2 separate regions of the Drosophila melanogaster genome follow, and region 2 is linked to region 1. A link is a contact called in public targeted proximity ligation data. All regions are on one chromosome and are shown on one strand. The core of a region is the stretch at or near the end of the contact, and the rest is flanking DNA. Distances in the headings are between cores, read along the strand shown.

Region 1 (3,825 bases), core at 632-3,131:
TCTAAAATGGGCCGCGGAAAACCTTTATCCGATTTTGAAAAAGGTCAAATCAAAGGCTATATTGAATCTGGCTTAAAACACTGTGTAATAGCCCAGAAAATCGGCCGAAGTCAAAACGTTGTAAGTAATTTTCTCCGTAATGAAGCCGACTATGAAAAAAAAAATGAAAAGACGAAAAAAATATGCAACAACACCATCAGAGAGGCGACTTATTCTACGAACTGCCTCAAATTCTGACCTTTCTGCTGGAATAATTAAGGAAAAATGCGGTGTAAATGCTAGTGTGGCCACGGTAAAACGAATTATTGAAAGTTCCAAATACTTGAAGAGATTAAAAATTAAAAAGAAAAAATTAATCTAAAATGAGCGCAAACGTGTATAAGACTGTGCTTCAAAAGGCTTTTCCAGAGTTTTCTGAGACTTATGGTCATATTCAATGGACGTACCAACATGACAACGCTTGGATTATAAAACAGTGGATTAAAGACCGAAACGTTAATTTGCTCGAGTGGCCGCCTTACTCCCCTGACATTAACATTATTGAAAACATTTGGGGACTTTTGTCCAGGAGAGTGTACGAAGGAGGAAGACAATTTAGTGACACTGGGACCCTAGTTGAAGCAATTAAAAAAGCCTGGGCAACAATTTCACTAAATTAAATTAAAAAATATTATGATTCCTTATCAAACCGTATGTTTGAAGTAATTAAAAACAAGGGTGGCCATACCAAATACTAAATAATGCTAAAACAGGGCCTTTTATTATTTAAACTATCCAGTGCCTTAAAATTTTTTGAGCCAAAAAAGATCTATTCATACATACAAATTTATTTCGCTTAAATTGGATTGCATACAACTAAGTTACAAACCTAAACAAATAGTCAAACCTATTCAGTTGAGCGGCACTGTATGTCCCAGGTGCAAGTACTCATCAATGAAAGCCTTTCATTGGGCCTTTACTGCTAGACGATCCTCTAGTTTTCTATCAAGAGATAAGAATCTTTCCAGAGCTTCCTGGTAGGACTTCCGAACAGATCTAAACTAAGCCTGGGTGGCAATCGAACATAATACTCTCCAGCCGGCAAGCGAGCAAAGTTTTTAACGAAGTGAGCTTCTCTGTGAAGCTCCTCCTTCGTAGCACGAACAATGGGCTCCGCGCAACCCCACACCTTCCAAAACCGCCGAAGCAGCACCTCAAAACGATCTGGTTTGGTACTCTCATTGGGAACAACCGAGCGACTGCAGCCTCCGGAAACAACCCAGCCCAAACGACTCTTTTTAATTTGAGGCAATCCCGGCCGAAAATGGACTTGACCAACGCACAGCAGGTCGTAAAATAGACTGGCGCCAATCAATAAACCTACGCCTGATTGCAATCTCCGCAAGCTTAAAGTGTTTGGGTATGATTCAGTTATAAACGTCGATGTGAAAGTTGGCTGTATTGGAAGCAATAACAGCAGTGATGGAAGTGAAGTATTCGAAGATTCGAAGTTGATTGGCAGACCATCTGTTTCGAAACTATTGAAGTTTATTCCCGCTTAAGTAAAAACACGTCCGCTTTGGTTGAATGATCTTTATTCGATACTTTTATTGACTGCTTTATGTACTATCGATACATGTTATGTGTTAGAAATTACAGTGCTATCTGATAGTTTCAACAGAATCTTTTCCTGTGACACAAGCGGATGATTTCATTTTCTTAAGTTTAAGCAAGTTTAGAAATCGGGACGTTACCAAGTGCAGCTGGGAGCTCTAGTCAAGTAAAGCACGACAAGGAACAAAGGTTCCGGAACAGTTTTTTACTAACACGGTATCAGGGGCTAACAGTACCATTTTCTTGCCTAAATCGTGCGCTATAAGAGATGACGGAGGGCCAGGCAATGCAGAGGGTTCTGTCGCATGATTAAATGAATCTGAGGTCATCGATGCAGTAAGCTGCGATTTATTGTGACTGTGGTACTTAGATACGCAGGCACGGAAATTGCCGGAGTTAAACTCATTTTATGCCTGGCGCATAGCTTGCTATGGCGAAAGCCATAGTCTCTAAAGTCCCTCATCGCTTCCCCACAAATTATATAGGAAAAGCTATAGCATAGTTGCCTTCCGAGTGACCTTTTGACCTATTTTTTTCATTTTTGCGCGAGAGTCCCATGGCCACACCTCCCGCCCAACCGACCGAGGAGGCGCGATATAGAAAAAAACACAGAAACGAGGAAAGAAATAAAATGTCAAAAAGTATAATAGTTTGGGAAGGTTAATCAAATAAAAGAAGTCTACTGGAATTAGGAGGTAATATAAGGCTTGCATCCCAGAAGAACACTAAGATCATCAACCCATGTTATTCTGTCCAAAGAGCAACCCAATAAAAACTTAACTTAACTTAAACATAACTTTACACTTGGAGTCATGTCATATAAGCTAGTCCACATATAAAAAATATATTCACTTGCGTAGCAAACGGAGTTTAATTAATTATATAAAATAAACACAAAGGTAAATTCGGAGAGCAGAAACGACCGTTCGCTGTGAAGCTGGGGAGGCGTTTTGAGGTTTTTTATATAAGACTTGAAAATGTCTATCGATTTGCCACGCCAACTCTAACGCCCTAAAACCGCACAAAACTGCCACGCCCACGCTGTTGGACAATTTTAAGTATTTTTTCATAATTTAAATAATCTTGTAAATTTCTATCGATTTGCCAAAAAACTTTTTGCCACGCCCACTCTAATGCCCTAGAACCGCACAAAACTGCCACACCCAAGCTTTTGAAAAAGTTGTAGGTATTACACTTTTGAACAATTTTTAAAATTGTTGTCTCATTTTATGCACCAGTATCTATCCATACACCAGAAAAATTTTGAAATTTCACGTTCGCATTTTCAATAGCTGAGTAACGAGTATCTGATAGTCGGCGAACTGGACCATAGCATTCGATCTTGTTTTTTTATTTTTTATTAGTCTACATAAGTTATTAGTCAAAACAAAATTCTGAAGGGGTCATGAAAGTCATGTTAGATCAGGAATGATTTTAGATTAGGGGTATATAGTTTCTAGTGACTCTGACAGCCCCAAATACTATAAACTAAACCACGAATAAGATTACAAAATTGGACTGTTTCAAGCATTTTTTTACGGAAAGCTATAGAAGGTAAATAAATTAACATTAGTCTATTGGAATAAGGAGATAATATAAGGCTTGGGTCCCAATTTAGGCGCCGCAAGGCAAGCCGTAGCGATGTTTTTTTGAACCGAGTGAACTACGTATTCCGGTTTGACTAAGCTACATATTGTGGACTCCAAACAGATGATCCATACTCAAGAATAAAATGTATTGGTGATTTAAAGATTATCAAATTCTATTGAACTCCTTTTTATAAAACCAAGCGCACCCCTAACCGATAGTCGCAATATGGAAATTGAAAATTTTAATTTAGAGTCTAGAAGAACGCCAAGATCAACACGTGTGTTTCTGTCCTAGGAACACCCACATAGAGTGAAAGCCGCGTGTATTGGGTTGATAAGACTAAAGGTCATCTCTTTACACTTGGAGCCATTTAAGCTAAGTACGTTATCATATTTGAAAGTTATATAGATCCGATGGTAAGTCCAAATGTCCTTATACTGACGGCATAATTTAATATCGCCTGCAAACATAAGTACACGCGAATTTTTTTTAATTTTTAAATGAGGTAGAAAGGTGGCTGCCTTATGGGACACCCGATGGGACTCGGGGAATACATATTCCATACATATAACTTCAAATCCAATTTAGAAGATTAATTGTAAAACCTAATCAAATTTCTATACTAGAATGAAACAATTAACT
Region 2 (3,825 bases), core at 463-2,962, 140 kb after region 1:
CCTTTAAAAAAAATTGTACTAACAAATTTCTTTTTACCAAAATATTTCTGCAAGACGAAGAGAATAATGAAGATAAGGCTATCATAATAGAAGAAACACATAGTCGAGCTCATAGAGGACTAGTCGAAAATTACAAACAAATCAATAGATTATATATTATTAAAATTGTACCATTTGCAACGAAAGAATTCAATCAGAGCATTCATTCGACGATAAATCAAAAACCTTTTAATGTTCTTTTTAATAAAACTAAACACAAAAACATTTCAAAAATTCTAAATAACACTCAAGAAAAAATGTTAGAAAGACATAATGAAGAAATGGAAACACATAAAAATCATGTAGGGCAAATGGTTTTTGAAAAGAAACATGGAGAAAGAAATAAGCTAAAAACAAGATATAAGAAGCAGGTTGTTAAGGAAAACGTACTTAACAAAATAATAATCAATAGTAGAAACAGAATTATTCACAAAGACAACATTAATTTTTAACAAATATTATATTTCTTTTAAAATTACAGAAAATTATTATTTTATTACTTATTACTTTTAACACCATTCCTAATGATAGCCACTTCAGAAATAATTGATTACGTCAATCACGAATTTTTCCTGTTCAAAGCCAAAAATGATGTTCTTACTTATGAATCATATGCCGACTTATTTCACGTAACTAATTTAACTTTTTATAAAGAAATAATCGATCTAGAATCAGGATATATAAAAAAGGATACAAATAAAAGTTCACAATTCATTAGGTCCTGTTTGTAAATGGAACTCGCTGAAACTCTGGATCACGATGATTTTATTAAAATACAGAATAAATAAATGATTTTTAAATACAAAATAATAATAAAAAATAAATGACTGAAAACAATAACGAACAATTTATTATTACTTTCAAATTGTTTAACGAGATAAAATCACTTTCCGATCATTTTAAACACATTTTTATTGATCAAGAATTGCCTTTACGAAAACATCGTTTACGATTGTTAACATTCAACTTTCAAAACATAATTAATACAATTATACTGGCAAAAATTGATACGTCAATTTTATTTTACATCATTAATAATAAAATTCAGATATATTAAATTTGTAACCAAACAAAACCATAAATAAATATAGCACTCTGCCCAATTCAAACTCCAATCTCAGCAGCATTTCCTTTGTCCATGTTTTTGTCAACAGCACCTAGCAACACGATATATAACCAAACTTAAACAAAACACTAGTCAGAAAAGTTTTCACAAAGCTGTGAAATTATTCTAGTATAAAGCTTTTATACTAAACATATTTGAAAGATCAAAAAAATCCTAAAGAAAAGTTTCTGGCCGAGGTTGAGTGGATTAGTATTAGGATTTTGAAGATCATTCTGAATCGGGTGGAGATCGTGAACAGTTTTAAATTAAAGATGATCAATAAAAAGAGTGTCTTGTTACAGTATAAGTGAAAAAGTCTATCACCAATAAAATCATATTAAAATAAAAATTGTTATTTTAAATAATTAAACAGTAAGAATTTTAATTTGCACACGTATGCTCATGCATTGTAAATTTGACAAAATATGCCATCTTAGAAGTATTTAAACTTTAAATCTATATTATTTGTGATCAATTGGCAATGTAAAAATGGCATTGCATTGCCTTAACATCTATCTTCACGATCTGCACCTTCTTCTTCGATCATTCCAGCCAACTGCTCTCCTGATCCTATCGATAGTTTCCTGCAGTGCTGCCACCTGTGCTATCGCGCTGCCATCACTATCATTGTTTACATGTACATATGTTAATTCTTTTGTAGGGTCAGAATTTATTTCGGCCCGAAAATCGTCTTCTAGCATGACTACGAACACAATGTGTGCCACACATATACAAGTTCTCGTCTATTGTTTTTACTCACACTTATCACGCATGACTTTGAGCACAAGCTTTACAGAGTCGGCGTATTTTTGGAAGTGAACCAAGCGTTTGATAAGGTGGTGGCATGAAGGTCTGCTATATAAAATAAAATATCTCCTCCCAGCAGCCTATTATGCCATCCTCAGCTCCTTCATTGGTGATCGGACCTTCGATGTTGCAGTACGGGACTCTCGGTCAAGCATGGAACACATTCATGGTTTCAAGGGTTCCACAGGAAGTGTGCTTGGACCCTTCCTGTATATCCTGTACACTGCTGACATGCCAACACCTGGCCACCTACGCTGATGACACCGCCATGCTTGCGTCGCACTCATTCTTGCAATTCGCTTCCAATGCAGTTCAGGAATGGCTGCATGCAACCGAGCGATGGACTGCCAAATGAAACATAGCAAAGTCGGCCTGTGTCACATTTACCCTGCGACCTCAAACCTGCCTAGGTCTTCTCTTCGACGGAAATACCATTGACTACGTCTCATGCCACTGCTACCTCGGAGTTCACCTTGATCGGACGCAGAGTTGGAAAGCCCATATCACGGCAGTTAGAGCCGAATCCTCTTGAAAACTGAAAAAGCTGGATAAAGCATATGGCAACTAAGGCTCTCTTAATAAAAGCCATCTTACGGCCAACACTGATCTACACCATCCAAGTGTGGGGAACAGCCTCTAAGACTCAGCTCAATAGGCTCAATAGTAATACAATCGCACGACATGCATCTGGGATACCCTGGTATGTGTGCAACCGAGTTATTGAAAGGGTCTTAAAAGTTGTCCCATTGGGAGACCAAATGAACTTCCACAGTAGCCGATATGCCGGCAGACTTAGCGCCCACCCGAACACGTTTGCGAATTTTCTTGTCGACCCTATTTCCTTCCGACGTTTGAAGAGAATACATCCCCATTAACTCCTTACACGTAAGATAAGTACATATGTGTACACTATAATTAAGGAACAGAATCCATAATATCTTTTAAGTTACACATTAGGTTAAGTTCAGAAGGAACTGAACGATTCCAACTGACTAATGAATAATAATAAATGATTTTTTTTCTCTCTTTTTATTTACAATCTGTCTTAAAAAAGTATGACAATAAGTAAATTTTATAATCAGTAGTAGTTATTCATTAATCCCTACTAAATACTCTATGCGTGAAATCTTTTAAGTCTTCTGACGTTATTATTATTTACCAAAGGCAAGGCTAATTTATTTTCATGTGTTCTTCGCCTGTCTATATATTTTTTAATATGTTTTGCTATTTCTACTTTAACATAAGGGATTCCTAAGTATTTGTGGATACTTGCATATAAAATATAAAATGGAGCATTAACATTTTGTCTTAATACTTTTGATTGGTAGCGTTGTAGAATCTCAATATTTAAACTCTAAAAAAAACTCACACAAGCAAGCAAATTCTACTTTTAGATTTCTTACGCTCTCAGCTGAAGCAAACATATAAAAATAAATGGGACCTAACCCTATACCTGTGTAAAAGATACCAAACTGCTAATATACACTGTGAGAAATTTTCTAAATAATTATATCAGCAAATATTTGAATTATTTGCAATAATTCCTATAAATATCTACCTGGGAAGTATAATTTTATTTAATTAAATTTCCTTTATGATTTAATATTTTTTTTCTATATTATTTAATTTTACCTAATTTAATTATTTTTTCCTAAGATAAATACAGTTTTGAGGGTGCGCTTTTAAATTGTCGGGTTAAATTTGACCAAAAAAGCTTATATAAATTCTTTTTTCGTTCGGAAATTCGAGCGAAAGTATGTATTTGTATGTTTTCAAAGTGTTCTTGGAAAATGCCACGCTTTTAATTCTGCTCATCTGCGCCAGGAGATCGATCTTTCCGATGATCAAAATTTAGTGATTTTTATTTATAAGAA

Evidence for each region.
Region 2: a targeted proximity ligation map of the Kc167 cell line shows a contact between it and region 1, with 5 times the contacts expected there. A contact is called at or near these places in 4 of 107 Hi-C or Micro-C datasets (the ML-DmBG3-c2 cell line, the S2 cell line, embryo and 1 more) and 1 of 7 datasets of targeted methods (the Kc167 cell line).

Annotation. Positions count from the first base shown.
Region 1 is chr3L:24,088,065-24,091,889 of dm6, forward strand. All of the region lies in intron 2 of Snap25 (Synaptosomal-associated protein 25kDa), which reads left to right. Among named protein-coding and RNA genes, the nearest start is that of Snap25, 16 kb to the left of the region's middle.
Region 2 is chr3L:24,229,844-24,233,668 of dm6, forward strand. All of the region lies in intron 5 of Snap25 (Synaptosomal-associated protein 25kDa), which reads left to right. Among named protein-coding and RNA genes, the nearest start is that of lncRNA:CR45159, 59 kb to the right of the region's middle.